Linked DNA regions of Ovis aries: region 1 is linked to region 2. The links are chromatin contacts, called in public Hi-C maps. All regions are on one chromosome and are shown on one strand. Each heading gives the region's core, a stretch centred on a gene start, on an enhancer-like site or on the middle of the called end of the contact. The rest is flanking DNA. Distances are from core to core; before and after follow the strand shown. Region 1 overlaps ZNF704 (zinc finger protein 704). Region 2 has its middle 130 kb from the start of ZBTB10.

Evidence for each region. A called contact is a pair of places that touch in the nucleus more often than the background predicts.
Region 1: a contact with region 2 is called in a Hi-C map of hypothalamus, with 4 times the contacts expected there. The contact joins two enhancer-like sites. A contact is called at or near these places in 5 of 16 Hi-C or Micro-C datasets (hypothalamus, mixed tissues, muscle and 1 more).

What each region holds. Positions count from the first base shown.
Region 1 is chr9:56,957,007-56,960,495 of ARS-UI_Ramb_v3.0, reverse strand. ZNF704 (zinc finger protein 704) reads left to right here. Exons shown (of 9, transcript XM_027973082.3): 4 at 1-196. Among named protein-coding and RNA genes, the nearest start is that of ZNF704, 210 kb to the left of the region's middle. Within about 2 kb of position 1,990, at least 9 of the 54 cell types and tissues checked have an H3K27ac peak or open chromatin away from gene starts, as enhancers often do.
Region 2 is chr9:56,878,116-56,881,827 of ARS-UI_Ramb_v3.0, reverse strand. No RefSeq gene overlaps it. Among named protein-coding and RNA genes, the nearest start is that of ZBTB10, 130 kb to the right of the region's middle. Within about 2 kb of position 2,022, at least 5 of the 54 cell types and tissues checked have an H3K27ac peak or open chromatin away from gene starts, as enhancers often do.

The sequences.
Region 1 (3,489 bases), core at 741-3,240, 79 kb before region 2:
GCCTTCCAGCACCAGCAGCAGCGGCTACTGGAGCTGGAGTGCCCCCAGCGACCAGTCCAACCCGTCCACGCCGTCGCCGCCGCTGTCCGCCGACAGCTTCAAGCCCTTCCGCAGCCCCGCGCCCCCAGACGATGGCATCGACGAGGCAGAGGCCGGCAACCTGCTCTTTGATGAGCCCATCCCCAGGAAACGAAAGGTTGGTTTCAGGTTTCATTTGGGGGGAACCGGCTTCCTAGGGTGGTGATTTTGGCACTTCTCCAACCAACGCCCCTTCAGATAGACAGAAACAGCCCGTGTTCGCCTCTAATATCCTTTGAAGTCTTCAGATAAATTAAGGGTCACAATTAAAGACAAATAGAAATGATTAAAGTATTACTGTATTTCTTCCAAGTACGCATCCCCACCCTACTCCTAATCTCACCCCGTCCTCTCCTCTGGTTGTAAATCGCTGCACTGGTAACAGCAGGTAACCTAGGAAAGAATCTGCCTGCAATGCAAGAGATTGGGGTTCGATCTCTGGGTGGGGAAGATCCCCTGGAGAAGGAAATGCAACCCACTCCAGTATTCTTGGAGAAGGAAATGGCAACCCACTGCAGTACTCTTGCCTGGAGAATCCCATGGACAGAGGAGACTGGCAGGCTGTACATAGTCCCTGGGGTCGCAGACTTGGATAGGACTGAGCAACTAACGCTTTCACAACACTTTCACCTGGGACTTTACCAGTATTTGGAAGTCAAAAAATCGGACTTCAGGCTTGGTTTGGTTAACTCACTCTCTTCGTGGGAATTAACTTTTTCATCTGTAAAATAAAATTATGTTTTTCTCTTTTCTGCTTCACAGACTCTTAAAGGGTTGTGGGAAAGAAGATTTTGACTTACGTTTATAAAACTAGATGTGAAATATACATGAAAGCTAAAATGTAAACATACGTAGTATTTACATGCCCCAAATTATGTATTTATTAAATTAGAAGTGAAAAAATAGATCTAGCTGATTTAATAAATTAATTTGACTGCACTTGTATTTAATCCTCACAGCAATCCTGTATGGTTTGTTTTCCTGTCTTGATAGGAGATTGAGGACCAGGGAAGTTATATATTTAACCCCTGCCGTGCAGGTTAGAAGGCTTCCCAGGTGGCACTAGTGGTAAAGTGAAAGTGAAAGTGAACTCGCTCAATCGTGTCCGACTCTTTGTGACCCCATGGACGGTAGCCTACCAGGCTCTATCCGTGGGATTTTCCAGGCAAGAATACTGGAGTGGGCTGCCATCTCCTTCTCCAGGGGATCTTCCCAACCCAGGGATCGAACACGGGTCTCCTGCATTGCAGACAGACGCTTTACTGTCTGAGCCACCAGGGAAGAACCCACCAACACAAGAGACCTAAGAGAGGTGGGGTCGATCCCTGGGTCCCGAAGATCCCCTGGAGAAGGAAATGGCAATACCCTCCAACATTCTCGCCTGGAGAATGCCATGGACAAAGGAGCCAGCTACAGTCCACAGGGTTGCGCAGAGTCGAAAATGACTGAAGCAGCTTAACACACACACATGCAGGTTAGAAAGGGCCAGCGCTGCCTTTCAAACCCAGGTCTGCCTAACCGAAAGCTCATGTTCTTTTCATTCTCTTCAGATACATATAAGTGATTATGTTCACTCACAATTTTAAAAAGCATTTCTGTTTCATAGAATAAATAAATACTACTGCAATATCTGGAAAACGTTGTAACATTATTTTTAAATCTCCACGTAAATAGACTTTAAAAATATATTTTAGTTTTTTAGTTTGCAATTGGTAGCTTCATTATTAATGACTACTCACAAACAAAAATCCAAAGAAAACCCTGTGGACTGCAGTACAACCTATTTTCCCAGTTCATTTCAAAGAGAAAAACAAAGAGATGGCACTGACCCAACACCGTCCATCCCTGCATCTCTCTTAGCATCAGGCAGCATGTGTAATGGTGTTGGTGGTACACACACTCTGTCTGCCCAGAGAACAAACAGGGCATTGATGTCATCTCTGGTCCCTCCCAAAGGCTGGGGCATGAAGAGTTGCTGTTTCACATACCAGTCCATCGGGCAGGGTCCTGGAGCTGTGCAGGCATCCCGTGAGTCCCCAGAGACCCTGGGTCTTGACTCCTTGGGGAGCGAGGCTGCACTTGCACCTGTGAGAACCCATAGGCAGGACAGCCGTGTAGACCTGGAGTCTGCCCTGTTGCTTCCAGCTGCACAGACTTTCTCTCTGGGGCCTTCAGAGTGTGTGGTCTTGGCCTGTGGCAAAGACTCACAGCATAGGGAGCTCCCCAGTGCTTGTAAGGTGCCCCGCTGGAAGGCTCATCACAGCTTTTCCTTTCCAACATAGCCACGAGACAAAATTCATACTCTCGCATTGCAGTTCAGTTGCTTTGGCCAGACTTGTATGTAAAGCCTTTAGGCTTCAACTCAATTAGGAGGTAGTCAAGTCACCAAATGAAAAGAAAAAAAATCATTACAAACTGGCATTTATTTGAATGGCACAGACCCACGCTTCAGGAGTCTGGGAACCATGTTCCTCCCTCTTTCTTTGTGACTTCTCCCTCCATTCAGACTCTGGATTTCCCCAGGGTAATATCAAAAGGATAAAGCTTGTAGTCCCTAATTTTTTTTTTTTTTTTTTTTTTTTTTGGTGTGGGATCATAGGTTCTTGACCAGGAATTGAACCTGCACCCCCTGCATTGGGAGCACGAAGTCTTAACCACTGGACCCCCAGAGAAGTCCCGAGTAGTCCTTGTTTTTAATGCATGGATTGTACATAGACCAAGTCATTGCCTTTTGAACTTAAAGTTATTTTGAATAGTGGGAATAACAAGAAAGTAGGATGGTTGCAATTCATGATTCATTCTTTTAGTGTATCAAGTGAACCAGTACTTATTGAGCACCCAACAGGCACAACAATCAATGCCCTGAGATTAAAGTACAGCCCCTTCCTTCTAGGTCAAAGGTTAGGCAGGTGGACACTGATGTATAAAAAGGCAATAACAATTATGAGCGATAGATGCTGTGCTCACAATGTGGTTCCCAGGTGGCGTTAGTGGTAAAGAACCCGCCTGCCAATGCAAACAGACATTAAGAGTTGCAGGTTCAATCTCTGTGTCCGGAAGATCCCAGGAGGAGGAAATAGCCCACTCCAGTATTCTTGCTTGGAGAATCCCATGGACAGAGGACCCGGGCAGGCTACAGTCCATGGGGTCTCAAGGAGTTGGGCATAACTGAAGCAACTTACTATGCACATAATATGGTAGAAACACAGTAGCTGAAATGCTGCTATTTTAGTTTTTAAAATCATATTTCAAACAATTTCCAAGAGTTAACTGCCTAATCCATAGACAATATGTTCTAGTTGGGGGACACTTTCTGAATTCATTTTATTTTCCTCTTCATTCCCTGAGGTTCATAATATCTATTTGAGACCATGGACTTGTATTGGGCATATGTCCTGTGGGGATTGTTTG
Region 2 (3,712 bases), core at 773-3,272:
GACCCAACAATCCCACTGCCGGGCATACACACCAAGGAAACCAGAATTGAAAGAGACATGTGTACCCCAATGTTCATCGCAGCACTGTTTATAATAGCCAGGACATGGAAGCAACCTAGATGTCCATCAGCAGACAAATGGATAAGAAAGCTGTGGTATATATACACAATGGAATATGAGCCATTAAAAAGAATGCATTTGAATCAGTTCTAATGAGATGGATGAAACTGGAGCCTATTATACAGGGTGAAGTAAGCCAGAAAGGAAAACACCAATACAGTATACTAACGCATATATATGGAATTTAAAAAGATGGTAATGATAACCCTGTATGCAAGACAGCAAAAGAGACACAGATGTATAGAACAGTCTTTTGGACTCAGTGGGAGAGGGCAAGGGTGGGATGGTTTGGGAGAATGGCATTGAAACATGTATATGTGAAACGAATCACCAGTCCAGGTTCTATGCAACAGTCAGGATGCTCAGGGCTGGTGCACTGGGATGACCCAGAGGGATGGGATGGGGAGGGAGGTGGGAGGGGGGTTCAGGATGGGGAACACATGTACACCCGTGGCAGATTCATGTCAATGTATGGCAACACCGATACAATATTGTAAAGTAAGATAAATAAATAAATATTTTTTAAAAAAAAGAGAAAATACATAAACATTGCTTTTCAGATTCTTTTCTACTACAGTTTATTTATTATAGGATATTGAATAGAGTTCTGTGTGCTATACAGTAGGTTTTTGTTGTTTGTCTATTTTATATATTGTAGTCTCTATCTGTTGATCCCATCCTCTTCATTTCTCCCTCCTCTTCCCCTTCTCCCTTTGGTAACCCTACGTTTGTTTTTCTATGTTTGTGAGTCTGTTTTTCTATGTTTGTGAGTCTGTTTCTGTCTTGTAAATAAGTTCATTTGCATCGTTTTTTGAGATTCCACATATATCACATGATATTTGTGATATCACATGATATTTGTCTTTCTCTGACTTACTTCACCGAATATGATCATCTCTAGCTCCCTTCATGTTGCAACAAATATCATTATTTCACTCTTTTATGGCTAAGTAATAATATTCCATTGTATACACACACACACACACACACACACACACACACACACACACAGAGCACATATATAGGCTTCCCAGGTGATGCTAGAAGTAAAGAACCTGCCTGCCAATACAGGAGATGTAAGAGATACAGGTTCGATTCCTGGGTGGGTAAGATCCCCTGGAGGAGAGCATGGCCACCCACTCCAGTATTCTTGCCTGGAGAATGCCACGGAGAGAGGAACCTGGCAGGATACAGTGCATAGGGTCGCAAAAAGTCAGACGAAACTGAAGCAACTTAGCATGCATGTATGCGCGCGCGCACACACACACACACACACACACACATATGTACACACGACATCTTCTTTATTCTCAAAATGGTTGTTAAACACCTAGAATGATGACAGTAGTCCCTCTGACATTACGAGGCAAAAAAAGAAAAGGGAAAAAAATGAAGTTTCTGCCATTGAGAAGTATGTCTTACCAGGGAAATAAAATTGAAAACCTAAGCCATAAGATATGGAAGCCATCCAAGATTCATTGTGGAACAGAAAAAAACAAGGAATAGACTAATGTCTATAGAATTTGCACCTATTTGTATAACATATACCTATAATGATATAAGCATCTTTCTGCAAGAACATTTTCTGCATGATATGCCAAAAAAATCATTGCTGGTGGTTACCTCTGGACAGTGGGTCTGGTTTGGGAGGTCAGAAAGGCAGTTTTAATCATGTTCCATCTTACATTGTTTGTTTATCATGTGCATGAGTTTTTTTAATTTTTAAAAGTGTAATAAGGTAAGCAGCACCACAAGACAGGATACAATTGCATAGCAAGTGAGTAAAAGAAAAATCAGCCTTTATTGACTAACATCGAAGAGCCAGGCACACCTCTCTGCCACTTCCCAGTCACTACTGCCCCACAGGTGCGGCTAGGACACTTCTGGCCCCTGGGAAGCAGCCTGCAACCTCTCCTTGGGCTATTCTGCCACCTCAGTCAAACCCACAGTTGGCTCCAGCTCCGAGCTTTTTCTAGCATATGGAATGCAGCCAAATTTGGATGGTTTCCCAGGGAGGGTAAATAGTGTGTTGGAGATTGAGTTAAAACAACCAAACTCCTTTTTAGCAAGCCAATGGGATCAATCCAGCCCTTGTAAAGTACCACCTAAATTGTTTTTAGTTCCTTTGATTGCTTTTTCATCTTGAAAACTACAAAACAAACACACCCTATTCAACTCAGGATACACTGCTTTAAGGACTGTTTACCCCACGTTGAAACCAAGCACAGCACAGCTTCTTTACCTTAGTTGTGCTGATGAAAGCAGGATACGTATTTTCTACTACTATCATTGTTTTAAAATCAAATCAAACTTCTATGATAGCTATACATGATGAATCATATATCAAACCCTTATCAAATGCTGCCCTCTAGTGGAACATTAGTAAAACCTTCTGCTAAAAATAGGTGTTTAATTAAGGCTCAGATGTGTTTTAAAGGAGAGAACAGAGTTGATGTATGTCTTTTGAATTTAAACATTTACCATCCAACAATGACCTCTATCCTATATTGTCATTGTTTCCTTAAATATTTTAAACATTTGCCTTGCTGAGAATTTTTTACCTTAACACACAAATATAGTTTTACTTTCTAAAGCAGACCTGAGTTGACTTCACAAACACTCCAAAAAAAAAAAAGTTTAAATGCATACTATTTCATAACAAGGTACTTTCAGAACTGTGTTTCTGCTGTTCAGAAGCTCAATCGTATCCGACTCTGCGACCCCACGGACTGCAGCTTGCCAGGCTTCCCTGTCCTTCACTATCTTTTGGAATTTGCTCAGACTTATGTCCGTTGAGTCAATGATGACACATGTATGCACAATATTTTAAAGATCACATATCAGCAACCCTGTTCTGAGTCTGAATATTGTTAACACAGAAAAAAAGAGCAACTTTTACAATGTAAGGGCATTGTAGCAAAAAAGCAGCTGGGGAACCTGGATTTGGTGTCCTTGCTCTAGACATATTGGCAACCACTTGGAAACTTCTCTCTAGCCTCTCTGCCTCATTGCCTGGAAGTCATTCATCACTTAGTTTAATAAAACTCAGGACCCAAACACACACATGCTGCCAAGTTTTCTAAGCTTTAAAAATTATTCTTTTCCAGCCAGGTCAGACTTTGTATTTACAGAATACTTTTCCCTCCCTAAGAAGCCCAGAATGGTTTGTCCAGATCTCCACAGAGTGATTCTTAATCCAATTACGTCCAAGCAAAGGACGGGTAGTAGAGAGATGACCGGTACCAGAGCATCCTTTCAGCGCCTGGGGGCAGAATCTCTGCATCTGATGACAACCCCCTTTCCTGGGCCTCATCTATCACACGGCTTTTACATCTATCCATCCAAAGATGGGAAGGAAAATACATTTTAAATATCCAAGAGCCTGCATTTTTCACAGCAGGCCCCACTCCACCTTTCTAAGCTGCGGTGCCTGGTTCCCTGCTGCCCGGAACAGCTCCCAGCAATGATGGCCAGCATGACTGTCACTCGGACGCCTGGCCGGGGAAGAGTGAGGTCCCCTCACACCCCATCCTGGGGACGAGGACGGTAAGCCCGCCCTCTGGGTCCTATTCCGAGACGCGGTCAGGGTTAG